3 separate regions of the Oryctolagus cuniculus genome follow, and regions 2 and 3 are each linked to region 1. Evidence: chromatin contacts called from public Hi-C and Micro-C data. All regions are on one chromosome and are shown on one strand. The core of a region is the stretch at or near the end of the contact, and the rest is flanking DNA. Distances in the headings are between cores, read along the strand shown. Region 1 holds the start of PMVK (phosphomevalonate kinase). Region 2 holds the start of UBE2Q1 (ubiquitin conjugating enzyme E2 Q1). Region 3 overlaps SHE (Src homology 2 domain containing E).

Region 1 (4,344 bases), core at 1,109-3,608:
TCCTGTCTTCTGGGCTCTGCAGAGCTGGAAGAGCTGGGGCCCCTGCAGGTGCAAGCTGTCTCTGAGTGCGTTCATATCGTGAGCAAGCTTCCTTTGAAGAGGCCTGGAAACTCTCTTCTAGTGGCCAGCCCCTTCCATGGCCAGGAACTGTGTTCCTGAGTTCTGGGGCCCTCTCTGTTGTCCTGGGCCAGCCCCAGTTTCCTCCTACATCATCTTCCTGAATCACCATGAGGCAGTGGGGTCAGATACCCTGGGCTCCCAGGCTGAGTCCCCAAGGCCTCAGGCCACTACTGCCCCAGTTTATCTCTCTGGCCCTGTCCTATGCCCACCCACCCCGCCCCAGCTTTCCTGCCTTGCCATCAATCAGCCTCCAGCCTTCTAAGAGCGCCTCACAGGGGCACAGCCCTCAGCAGCTTCCCTGCTGTCTGCACAGTGCCGTTCCACGCTCCCCTTGGTTGTGGATGGCAGAGTGGGAGTCACATACTAATAACGAGTTTCAGGGGTTGGTGGTGGACTTGGGAGGGAAGCACTGTTTGGGGGAGTATTTGAGCAAGTGGCCAGGAAGGGTTGGGGGGTGAGTACATGAATTTGTCGGTTGAGCGGCTTCTGGGGATGACAAGGCCCAGGGTGTGTCCATGGGAGATGCATGAGGAGAGGAGGGAAAGGCTGCGAACAGTGCAGGCCAAGGAATCGGGCAGCAGGGAGGCGAAGGCCTGGCCCCCAACATAGTGAAGTCACTGAGGACGATGACAGCAACTGAGCGGGAAGGGGGCTGGGGGCCAGGGGCCAAGTCTCGGTCAAGCAGAATGAGACACCAGGATTGGGAGTGCAGCAGAGGGGAAGGGGGTGGTCCAGCCTGGGAGTCTTCCAGGAGCCAGAGCTCCCAAGAGGCAGGAGGAACGGAGGGAGGGAGGCAGACTCCACATCTGCACTTAGCCACAAGGCACAGAGCGAGGAGGGGCCAAAAGCCCCTGTTGCGCAGGGCAGTGGGGCCAATGGGGCTGAGCTGAGGCCGGTGGCAGGGAGGAAGTGTCCGAGCAGAGGCTAGCTTTCAGATCACTGCCTGGATTTCCAGGGGTCTTGCTTCCAGGGTGGGGGGTCTGGACCCCACAGGGAAGAGACCCTGGGAGCAAGTTCTGACTCAAGTCAGCAGGAAAGCGAGAGTGGAGCAAACCCTTTCCTTTCAGCCTCTGCTGGCAGAGCTGAGGGCTCGCCTTTCAGTGGCGTCCCAAACAGGCGTGGAAGACAAACCCCCTGTGGCATTACCACCTGTGAAACCACAAAGCGCCAAGTCCAAAGCAGTCTATTAGGACTGGATGACACTGCGGGACTTCAAGGCATCTAAGGGTATGTCATCACATATTTTCCTCTCTTCCTACGCAACCCTGCAAGATGGGCCATTATCAGGGTGAACTCAGAGTGGCCTGCTCAAGGCCACGTCCTTAAGAAGCATCAGGGCCGGGACACAAGCTCTCTGCCCTCTGCGCTGCCTTCTGAGTGCTCTGAAGAGGGCTGTGCTTTCTGAGTCGCTTGCAATCCTCGAAAGGCCTGCTGCCGCTCTCTGCGCTATCACGGAATGACTGCCTTCTCCCCACAGAGGCCTCCACGCTCCACCTCTCCTTACAGGACTTCCTAGCTGGTACGGTGGGGGCAGTGAGGAGGCCAGGCCCGCGAGTCACAGCTAAACTGAGCACAGCTCCGTTTGCTCAACTGGAGCAGAGGCAGAACTGGGGACTCAGGGAAGGAGCGGATCCCCACCTCTCATTCTGCCTCCCCAGCTCCTGGCTGGGCTCCGGGGGAAAACTCAAGTTATCTCGTCCAGGGGTGGCTTCCAAGCGCCTACACTATCGCTGTCACTCCCTCTCTGGCTTCCGAAAACCCCTGGACGGAAGAAGGGCTTCTCGCTGGGCTGAAAGCGCCAAACTGCAGCAGCGCCTCCAGTTATCAAACCTGTTCCACAATGAAACCGCGTGCGTCCCACGACCCCCCCCCCGGCGTGACGTCACCAGACCTAGCCCGGTGGTGTCACCGTCTCGCTACCTCTCCAGAACAACCCATTTTCACTGCGGGGAAAATGAGGATTTGCCTTGGCACAGGCATTAAGATATACAAACACGAAGGCAGTTTGAAAAACGTCTTTGACGTTTTACTCTCTGTCATTTTTCCCATAATGTTTTTAGGGCCGTGTGTAAGGGAATGTGAGGTTCATCCCAGGAAATATTAACGTGTAACCCCTCTCGGAGGAAAGTAGTCGCGTCCGGTCCGCCCGGGAGTGGGCGAGGTGGGCGGGGCCGTGACGCACGGCGTTGGGCGGAGCTGGACTCTTCCACGTGAGTCCGGGCAGGGGAGCTGCTCTACGGGGCAAGGCGGTAGTGGGAATGAACATTTGTCTCCGGGTCTCTCTCGTCCTTTCCCTCCATATTTGTCTAGACATGAGTGAAAGCCCATAGAAGCACAGTTGCGGGCTGCCCGCCCTTTCCATAGCCATGAAGAAGGAGAGCGGGCGGAATCCCTTCGGCTGCAGCTTCAACCTGGTGGTCGCGTCCATTTCGCGCACCGGGGCGGGGGGGCGACCTTAGGAGGTAGGGGAGGCGTAGGCTTTAGGGATCCCAGAGTGGTGGCCCCATGGCCCCGCTGGGAGGCGCCCCTCGGCTGGTGCTGCTGTTCAGCGGGAAGAGGAAATCCGGGAAGGACTTCGTGACCGAGGCTCTGCAGAGCAGGTGTCCGTGGGTTGGGGGAGGAGGAGGAGGAAGGGAAGCCCTCTACATCACGTGACACGAGGGGTGTGTTTGGAACTGAGGTGGTGGTGGGGTCCTGCGGGTCAGGGCAGGAAGATCACTGGGGAAAGGGGGAGAGGGGAAGATTGCCTTTGTGACAGCCAGTGGTCTACACACCCATCCCTAAAAGCAGGCGACCACCTTTCCAAAACCCTTAAGCTGTAGATTTCGAATTGCCTTAAGAAGCCCGAATGACAGTTACTGGCAAGGCGTTGTCTATGCGCTGTAGGGTTCCTGATTCTCACTGCACTGTTGCAGGATAACTGTCACAGATGGGGAAACTGAGGCTCAGGTAGGGGATTCACCTGCAACCCCTTCCCAAGTGTGTCTGATTCCCAGGGCAGGATCCTTGTCCAGGACGACGCCTAACAGTTGGGGTGTATTGAGCCTTTATTACTTGCCTGGTGTTGTGTGTATATATAAATATATATATATTTAAATGTTTATTTATTTGAAAGAGTTACACAGAGAGAAGGAGAGGCAGAGAGAGAGAGAGAGAGAGGTCTTCTATCCAATGGTTCACTCCCCAATTGGCTTCAACAGCTGGAGCTGCACCTATCTGAAGCCAGGAGCTAGGAGCTTCTTCTGGGTCTCCCACGCGGATGCAGGGGCCCAAGGACTTGGGCCATCCTCTACTGCTTTCCCAGGCCATAGCAGAGAGCTGGATCGGAAGTGAAGCAGCTGGGACTCGAACTGGTGCCTATATGGGATGCCGGCACTGCAGTCGGCGGCTTTACCTGCTACGCCACAGCGCTAGCCCCTCTGTGCATATATTATGTTACCTCTTTGTTAGGTGCAGTGTGGTATTGTTAACAATTCCACTTCACAGATGAAGAAAGCCAGCCTCTGAAATGGTAAACAACAAATGGAGACTGGTGCTGTAGTGCAGTGAGTTAAGCTGCCACCTGCAATATGGGCACCAGTTGGAGTCCTATCTGCTCCACTTCTGATCCAGCTCCCTGCTGATGAGCCTGGGAAAGCAGTGGAGGATGGCCCAGGTCCCTGGGACCCTTCCACCCACGTGGGAGACCGATGAAGCATCTGGCTCCTGGCTTCAGCCTGGCCCAGCCCCAGCCATTGTGGTCATTTGGGGAGTGAACCAGCGGATGAAAGATCTTTCTCTGTCTCTGTCTCTCCCCCTCTCTCTGTAACTCTGCTTTTCAAATGAAATAAATAAATCTTTATAACAAAACAAAAACAAAACTAACAAATGAAAACATGCCAGGGTTACAAAGTGAGTAGCAAATCTAGGATTCAATTCAGCTCTGACTACAAGGACTGGGTTCTTTCTGCTTTACCTCACTGCCTCCCCAAATACTAACACAGCCGACCCACTGATTCCACAACCACACATTCCACCAATTGCAAATCAAAAATCATTACAGGGCTGGTGTTGTGGTATAATGGGTAAAGTTGCTGCCTGGAATGCCAGCATCCCATACGGGTGCTTGTTTGTGTCCCAGCTGCTCCAGTTCCAATCCAGCTACCTGCTAATGGCCTGGGAAAAGCAGCCAAAAATGGTCCAAGTGTTCAGACCTCTGCCACCCATGTGGGAGACCTGGAAGAA
Region 2 (4,394 bases), core at 1,318-3,817, 360 kb after region 1:
ACAGTGTGAGGTAGAACCAGAGAGAGAGAGAGAGAGGTCTTCCACCCACTAGTTCACTCCCCAAATAACCACAATGGCCAGAGCTGTGCTGATCCGAAGCCAGGAGCTTCTTCCAGGACTCCCACATGGGTGCAGGGGCCCAAGGACTTGGGTCATCTTCTATTGCTTTCCCAGGCCATAGCAGAGAGCTGGATTGGAAAAGGAGCAGCCGGGACTTGAACCAGCACCCATATGGGATGCTGGCACTGCAGGCCATGGCTTTAACCCATTGCACCACAGTGCCGGCCCCTCACTTCTTGATGGTGAAAACATTCACAAATTCCTTCTCTTAGCCTTTGTTTCAGAAAAACATACATTATTGACATCTAAGAGGCCCCACTCTGTGCAACAGAACATCGGAAGCTCTCCTGACTCTAACTTAGCACCCAGTAATCAGCCCTTCCCCGTCCCTCCCTGCCCCCTACTCCCCAGCCTCCTAACCACCACCTCAGCTTCTGTGAGTTCAGCTTGCTTGGATTCCAGAGAGATCACGGAGCATCTGTCTTTTTCTGTGCCTGGCTTATTTCTAGTTGCCTTTTTTTTTTTTTTTTTTTTTGATCTTTCTTGTTCTTAACATAAAGCCCAAATTTCTAAGCATGGCTTTAAATCTGCTTCCCGGTATCCCAGGGCCCTTTTACTCCAGGCAGAGGCATCTCTCCATTCCTCCGACCCTCCAGGTCCTACCCCAAGCCCGTCTCTGCCACCCCTTAGCCCTGGGTCAGCATCAGCCCTTCCCCCTCCCGCAGAGGGTTCCACTTCACTCTTCGGAGCTCAGCGCCGCCTTCCCACACCCCCCCTCGCACCCCCACAGCTGCAATCAAGTGACTCCAGGAGACATCTGCACACTGTGCGCCTGTCTCATCACGTTGTTCTCTAACTAGATCCCTTATAAAATGTAGAATTCGAGCTCTTCCAAGTGGCTGCATTTGGGGGCTTCTTGGGGAAGGACTGGAGTCCAGCGACACGTGAACACCTCCTGAGACAGGCACAGGCAAGAGAGAGGGGTAACAGGGCGTGCACTTCGGAGCCGTGCCCAGGATCTCCGTTTACAAGCTACATATCCGCGGGCAGTCACTCCTTTTCCCCACTTGTAAAGCAGCGATAAAAATGCTTACTCTGCAATGGTGTTGGGAATTTTAGACATAGTTGCAGAATGCCTTGGCTCAGGAAGTGCCCAGTAAGTGAGAATCCTTACCATAGGCTTTATGCTACCAGCTCGCACACACAGGTAAAAAGCTGACATGCAAACGGGGTATACGGCCCCAGAAGGACCAGGAACGCTACCGCAGTCACTTTCAAATACCCAGGGCCCAATAGGGCCAAAGGGGGCCCTTCTGCGGATGCCCCAAACGTGCAGTCAGCATCCAAAAAAGGCTAAGCCCAGGGGGAAGGGGAAGGGGAAGGGGAAGGGGAAGGGGAAGGGGAAGGGGAAGGGGATGACTGGCTGAGTTGGACCAGAATTCAGCAGGCCCCACGGCAGGCTCACACACCTGCCCTTGGCAGACACCAGATCCGAATTTCTGGAACCTCGGCCAGCTTTGTCCTTTGTGATACCGCCACCTAGCGAGCGCTCGCGGACACTGCCGCCTACTCCCGGCGGCTGCCAGGTCCGCTGACCCACTGCAAGGTTTCAGCCACTTAGGCTTGGGTGGAGAAATGGGGGCTGCCCGGGCCTGCGCCTCCCTGTAACCGCTGGATTAACGAGTTTAGACTAGCGATGAGCTCCTTCCGTCCATCTTAGAGGAAGCCCCCTCACCACACTCGTCCAGACCCGTGGGGGTCTGAAAAGCTCAAAAGGTCAGCTACTGTCTGCCCCTCGCAGTCTCCTCGCAGCGACCCCCTGCGAGTGGCCAACGCGGGCGTGACCCGCATCAGAGCCGCCACTGTTTAGCTGAGGCAACAGGCTCGGCAGGAAGGCGGCTAACCCACGGTCACGCAGCCCATCAGCGACAGGACTGGTGCCAAACTCCAAGTCCCCCGGACCCCAGTCCCTGGCTGCTTCCCTGACCACACGCCCCTCGGGCTGGAGAGGGCAGGCCGTGGGGCCGAAGCTCGGGACGCTGCGTGGAAAACCGGCGTGGCTGCGCAAGACGAACATGCTGCCCACGCTAGCCCCGCACGTCTTTCTTCTCTGCCACCCGAACGCCCGGCACGCGCGCCTCGGCTCGGGGCGGAGGAAGAGGGGCCCAGCGCAGGAAACAGGGTCCCGCGCGGGTAGCCCCTGGGAGCACGCGGCGCCGGGTCACGTGAGAGGGGAGCGCCGGCGAAGGGCCGCCGCGTGCAGGCACGCACGGCATACGTAAGCACGCACGGGGTCGCTGGAAGCGGCGAGCCCGAAGCTCCGCGTCACATGTGCAGGGTGGCTGACGAGAACGAGGGGGCGGGAAAGTCGGGGCGATCACGTGGAGGAGGCCGGCGCAGGGAGGTCACGTGACGGGGGCCGGAGGCGGGGCCGCCGCGGAGGGGAGGAGGGGCGCGCGGCTTCCGGCGGCCGGGGGGGGGCCGCCCAGCGAGCGGAGGGGGGGGGGCCCTGTCCCGGAGGTGGCGGCGGCGCCATCTTGGCGAAGGGGGGATCAGGAAGTGCGGACCGCGGCGGCGGCGGCGGCGGCGGCGGCGGCGGCGGAGCCCGGAGCGGAGGCCGGAGGCTCCCGGCCCGCCGGCCCCGGAGCGGAGCGGAGCGGAGGATGCAGCAGCCGCAGCCGCAGGGGCAGCAGCAGCCGGGGCCGGGGCAGCAGCTGGGGGGCCAGGGGGCGGCGCCGGGGGCCGGGGGCGGCCCGGGAGGGGGGCCGGGGCCGGGGCCCTGCCTGAGGCGGGAGCTGAAGCTGCTCGAGTCCATCTTTCACCGCGGCCACGAGCGCTTCCGCATTGCCAGCGCCTGCCTGGACGAGCTGAGCTGCGAGTTCCTGCTGGCCGGGGCCGGAGGGGCCGGGGCCGCGGCCGCGCCCGGACCGCACCTCCCCTCCCGGGGGTCAGTGCCTGGGGATCCCGTCCGCATCCACTGCAACATCACGGTGAGGATCCTGTCGCGTGCGCCTCTCTGGGGGCCCCTCGGCAGGCACTCGGGATCACCACGTACAGCTCCTTGCCCTCGGAGGGCGCTCAGGCCGAAGCCCCGCGAGGCGCTTGGGTCCTCCTCTCCAGGTCACACTTGGTTTTCCCGCTTGAGGGTCTGCTGTGCACTTAGCATCTCTTCCGTTGACCCCGGATAGCAAGGGTCACCCCGACATATGGCACCTAGACTGCCCCTTTCCACGAACCCACTCGTACCCAAGCCTCGTGATGGTGGCTCCTTTGGCCACTTGTCCACAACTTTACCTTGCCACCAACGAATGCCCCTTTCTCCCGCGACTCCTGTGTCAAGCTTCCAGACCCGCGCCCTGGCCGCAGCTGGAAGGCCCTGGTCTGGAAGTCAGTGTGTTTCAGTGCTGCCCTTTGGCAATAGTTCCCTTGACTTAGGTCGGTGCCACCTGTGGGAGCCCTGCGCAGGCGTCCGTTAGGCAGCCCCTCTTTGCTCTCAGAATTTCACCCAGTGAGTGTGCTGGGCGCTAGCTCCTTCTCCCCTTTGGATTCCCTTTTATTGTGGTGTAACCTCTAACTCTCCTCTTGTCGCCCCGGCTGGCCGCAGGGCTGCCACTCACCTCCCAGTTCCCTGTGGAGGTGGCCAGGAGCCCTAGGTTGTTGCTTTGCCTGGTGCCCGTGTGATCCAGTGAGCTGGGGTCTCCCCCATCTATTCCTAGCAGTGACAAGTGGTGTTTCTCCCTCGTGAGCATCATTCCCTACTAGGCCTCCATGTCTCCTGTCCCCTTGCCCCCAGACCTGGAGGAGCAGGGGTGGTGTCTGATGTGTGGGGAGTGTGTGGTTCCACATGGCACAGCACCTGCGGCGAGCGGCTGGTGTCACCTGCTCTGATGGTCTCCAAGCCCAGAGCAGTGGCTGGGGAGCTGGGGGATGGTACCCACTCAGCAGACTGTGGATAGACACACTGGAGACTTCTGTAGTGCTTGGGGCCTACGTGCCCCTTAAACGCTTCTGTATCCTCAGTCCGACCGGGTCAAGGTTGAGCGAGGCAAGCCTGGCTCAGGTTGCGAGGTGCCCCACCAAAACTCATGCTTGCCTTCCGTTTCTCTCTTCTTCCTCCCACCCAAGAGTTACCGTTGAAAGACTGAGGTTTGCTTAGGTGAACTTGGAGTCTTCCATAATGACTTTCCTTCCAGCGTTAAGGATGCTGGAGGCTTCCTTGGCCTGTGTGGGAACCTCCAGCTTTAACTTTGTACTTGGAGTAAGTGTCTACTTCCTCAAGGTCTACCCATCCAGCAGCCCTTTGGCGACCGGCTACTCTGCCTGGCAGGAAGTTC
Region 3 (4,413 bases), core at 89-2,588, 420 kb after region 1:
TTTATAAAGCTCAACCGCTATTTCCTTATTGGATGATTATATAGAAATTCTGATATCTGTTGCCTTTGTGCATTTTAGTTGCTATGCAATCATTTAAAATTGCTCTAAATTTAGATTTGCTTTGTATTTTTAGTAAATTTAAAGACAAGTGCAGCTCTGGGACCTGATTGTAGACCCTGGGTCTGCAGTGCAACCGGGATTGCTTGCTGCCGTGCACGCCAGCCTGGTCTGCACCGCCCAGGAGAACCTGGGAGGCCGAAGGCTTCTCCAGCTGTAGCCACTTAAGGTGTTGCGTTGGTCCGGAGTACTGGCATCTTGATGGCTTGTCACAGGCCTGCCATCCCCAGTCACCTACTGTGAAATACAGGCATGGCGGGACGGCTGAGCAGCGCCGTCGTTACAACAGGCAGGGGTGTGTGTGCGTGGGGTTGGTCCAGGTGGCAACGTGCTGTCACCCGAGGAAAGTTTACTTCCATAAGCTGCTTTTAAATACACACAGAAAGGTTGGCTTGGTCAATTTTAGGAAAATGTATGTTTCTAGCTACTATTGTTTGTTACCACTTAGACGTTAGTAAATTGTTGCTTTTCTGTTAAGATCTTAGCCACAGGGTTGTGTGATCTTTGATTTTTAAAAATTTGATACAGAACGTTCTGTGTTTAAGTACCGTTAGAATGTTTTAAACAAGCCTTGGTTTGTGTACTGTGCGAGGTGTTCTTTGAATTTTCCGTAGCGAGAGTTTCAGTCCATCCAACACATATTTATTCTGTTCTATATACAAATCATTCCTGTGTTAAACTTGTTTTAACCTTCCAAAAATGAAACCTTATTTTTTTTTGCTTAACCTTATTCTTCAAAGAAAATATAAGCAGTTATCCTCATTTTAATAAATGCTGAAAGCGTTGTTAGACTTCTCTTTGTGCACTGAATGATCGTTGGCCCACGCCCAGCGATTCTGATGAATGTGTAATGAAATCCCGTTCCGCAGGCAGCCTGAGCGTGAGTTACTGAGCTTCTGTCCCGTGCCCACGGCTCTGCTTCCTCTTCTGGTCTGTGACGCGCGTCTGTTTTCCGTACGCGGGGAAAGGCGGAAGGGATGTGGGGCTCATGTGTAGCCCGGGTGCTCCACAGCTGTCCTGGAGGTCATAGGAAGTGTGGCAGATTAGGGGAAGGCGGGGGGCGGTGGCGGGCTGCTGTTTTCTCCTTGAGGTTGTGACACAGGCCGACAAAACCAGGGGTTCCCAGCTGGGTGGTGGCACAAAGCACCATGTGTTCCAAGAGGAGTTCTGCCCAGCAGGGGTCCCGATGGCTTCCTTGCTAAGCCTCCGGCTGACCCACAGCCCTGAGCTGCCCCTGCTCTGAGTGCCTGGCCTTTTCTGTTTGTCTAGATGGGGATACTCTCCCCGTAGCCTTCGTTCTAAGCTCACATTGTCTCCCAAAATCTTTCCTGGCAAGAGTAATGTCTGTGAATGAACATGGGCCCTGCCTGTGTTCTTTCTCCCTTATCACCCTCCTTTAAAACACAAATGGCCTGCCCTGAGCCGCGGGTACGTTTGCTCCGCTGGTTACCCCGAGTCTGTTGGGATACACGAGACGCGTCTCGCAACTCTGGTGCCAAACCTGCTTTTATCGGCATGAATTTCAGCCACTGGAGTTGTGTGTCTGCAACATAGGAATGCAAAATGGTAAGTGCTGCCCTGTCTGCACTCCCTAGGGGCATAGGCAAAGTGCTTTTTAAAAAAAGATGTATCCATTCGAGAAAATCAGAGTTACAGAGAGAGATGGAGATCTTCATTCCGCTGGTTCACTCCCCAGATGGCTGCAATGCCAGAAGTGGGCTGGGCGGGAGCCAGGAGCTTCATCCAGTTCTTCCGTTTGGGTGCAGGAGCCCAAGTCCTTGGGCCCTCTTCCACTGCCTTCTCAGGCTTGTGAACAGGGAGCTGGGTCAGAAGTGGAGCAGCCAGGACACAGCCAACACCCTGTATGGGATGCTTAACCCATTACGTTACGCCACAGCATCTGTAAAGTGAGCCTGGGTCCTGCGCCTTGGAGCCACGGTCCTGTGCTGACTGTTCACTCAGCGGCCTGTGCCCAGGATGGCGGGGGAGGGGACAGCCCAGTGCCTGGGCAGGTGCAAAAGAGCCTGTAATTGTTCCTTGGATTGTTTAACGATGTCACTGCTCTGTCATTGACTGTCGTCATTGGATACAGCTGATGTTTAACACGGACGAGCTTTCCGTTCTGTGAAACACCCTTTTCCGTGGGAGGTTAATGCCCTGTCCTCCCTGGCGGTCCGGGGCAGTCTGGATTGCGTGTCACTTCTCTGCCTGGTTCTGGGGTGGAGCCTTCAGTGATGGCTCCCTTTCTGAGTTGTCCCTTTCTGATTTTCCACAACCGGCACTCGTGGGTCTCGTTAGATCTTTAGAGTCAATATTCTTGGTTCTTGTCTTCCAAATTCTACACCGTACTAATGTGGACCCAGAAAAGTAAGTGGGTGGGCAGTGGGCCTTGGCCCGGCCCCTTCGGACCGCCCCTGCCTACAAAGATGGTGTGTTGCTGCCATCTAATGGAGAGAGCAAGAAGTGCAGTCGGGGAAACAGCCGTACCTTTCCGGGTAGGGTTTCTAAAGGGTTTCTGACACGTCCACCACAGGGGGTACAAGCGATTGCCATCTTGCAGCGCATCCTCTCCTGCATCATCTATCAGGATGGGGCCCTGAGACACCGTCATCCCGAGGGCCCCGGGCTGCGGCGGAGCCGTGCGGTTTAGAAGCTCAAGTTGTATTTCAGTGAATTTGCTGGCAATGAAAACCGAGTGGGGGCGTTTCTTTGTCAGATTCTTAACCGTTGAGATACTTTGTCAGAGGACTTGAACATTTTAAATACCAACTAACCTTACCTTTTAAAAAGCAGTTGAAGAATGTGTGTAGTACAGGTGCCCATCTGTAGCGCCTTGGTAATTTATATTGTATCAGAATTAGCCCATGAAATGCCTGGATGCATCGCAGTAGCCACTGTGGCCCGCGTTGCCCTCTGAAGGTGGCTTATTCTGAAGTGTACCCCTAAATAAATGATATTCCCAGCGAACTAACTAGCGTGGTGTTGCTTCATCCAGGATGGAGACGCCGCCCCAGGAAACACTGCTTTCTGTGGCCACAGCTGCAGCTGTCCATTGCAGCCGCCACGGGTGAAATGCGCGGACCCCGGAGTGGGAGCGCGGCCGACAGCTGGAGCCCTGCAGAGCCCGCCTGTCCCGGGGGTGGGAACAGCGCCGCGGGGTCTCTCTGCTGCGCACCTGGCCTGCCCTGGTCCTGAGCGAGCATTCGCTCACCGCTGTACCTGTCCCAGTCAGGCTCTGTTGTGATCCTTAACCAATGATCACTATGGAACCTTTGTCCCATCTGTGGGAGTTGAGGCTCGCTCTCTTGTGAAGCTCAAAACCAACTTTTTAAAGGATTTATTGGGGGGCCGGCGCCGCGGCTTACTAGGCTAATCCTCCACCTTGCGGCGCCGGCACACGGGGTTCTAGTCCTGGTCAGGGCGCTGGATTCTGTCCCGGTTGCCCCTCTTCCAGGCCAGCTCTCTGCTGTGGCCAGGGAGTGCAGTGGAGGATGGCCCTGCACCCCATGGGAGACCAGGATAAGTACTGGCTCCTGCCATCGGATCAGCGTGGTGCGCCGCACCGGCCATTGGAGGGTGAACCAATGGCAAAAAGGAAGACCTTTCTCTCTCTCTCTCTCACTGTCCACTGCCTGTCAAAACACACACACACACACACACAAAACAACTGTTTACTAAGCACACAGGGAAAAGGAAAGCGAAGCCTGTGAAAGATCTCTGTCTCTGCCTTTCAAACAAACTAAATAAGTAAATACGTAAATTCAAAGAATATATTGCAGGGGCCGGGCTGTGGCGCAGTGGGTTAACGCCCTGGCCTGAAGCACCGGCATCCTATATGGGTGCCGGTTTGAGACCTGGCTGCTCCACTTCTGGAGTGGAGCTCCATAGCTCTCTGCTATGGCCTGGGAAAGTAGTAGAAGGTGGCCCAAGCCCTTGGGCCCCTGCACCCACGTGGGAGACCTGGAGGAAGCTCCTGGCTCCTGGCTTCGGATCAGCGCAGCTCTAGCGATTGTGGCCAACTGGGGAGTGAACCAGTGGAATGGAAGACCTCTCTCTCTCTCTCTCTCTCTCTCTCTCTCTCTCCCTTCCTCTCTTTCTCTCTGCCTCTCCTTCTCTCTGTGTGTAACTCTTTCAGATAGATCAAAAAAATCTTAAAAAAAAAAAAGACCTGCCTCCCCAACCTGGCCCTTGCCCTCACCTCCCCTGCCCTCACCACCCCAGCCCTCACCTCCCTGGCCCTCACCTCCCACCTTTGCTCTGCTTGGCACCTCTAGTCCCCTTCCCTGGTGCCCTAGG

What was found. Hi-C and Micro-C count contacts between places; a contact is called where the count stands out from the background.
Region 2: a contact with region 1 is called in a Micro-C map of ear pinna, with 5 times the contacts expected there. The contact joins the promoter of UBE2Q1 here to the promoter of PMVK in region 1. A contact is called at or near these places in 3 of 6 Hi-C or Micro-C datasets (ear pinna, embryonic fibroblasts and an unstated tissue).
Region 3: a contact with region 1 is called in a Hi-C map of an unstated tissue, with 5 times the contacts expected there. The contact joins the enhancer-like site here to the promoter of PMVK in region 1. A contact is called at or near these places in 2 of 6 Hi-C or Micro-C datasets (ear pinna and an unstated tissue).

Annotation. Positions count from the first base shown.
Region 1 is chr7:43,570,537-43,574,880 of mOryCun1.1, forward strand. It overlaps PMVK (phosphomevalonate kinase), which reads left to right and starts at 2,359. Exons shown (of 5, transcript XM_002715454.5): 1 at 2,359-2,720. The coding sequence starts at 2,626.
Region 2 is chr7:43,928,543-43,932,936 of mOryCun1.1, forward strand. UBE2Q1 (ubiquitin conjugating enzyme E2 Q1) reads left to right here and starts at 2,568. Exons shown (of 13, transcript XM_051858638.2): 1 at 2,568-3,050. The coding sequence starts at 2,724.
Region 3 is chr7:43,989,588-43,994,000 of mOryCun1.1, forward strand. It overlaps SHE (Src homology 2 domain containing E), which reads left to right. Exons shown (of 6, transcript XM_002715456.5): 6 at 1-908. Among named protein-coding and RNA genes, the nearest start is that of SHE, 22 kb to the left of the region's middle. Within about 2 kb of position 1,339, at least 2 of the 8 cell types and tissues checked have an H3K27ac peak or open chromatin away from gene starts, as enhancers often do.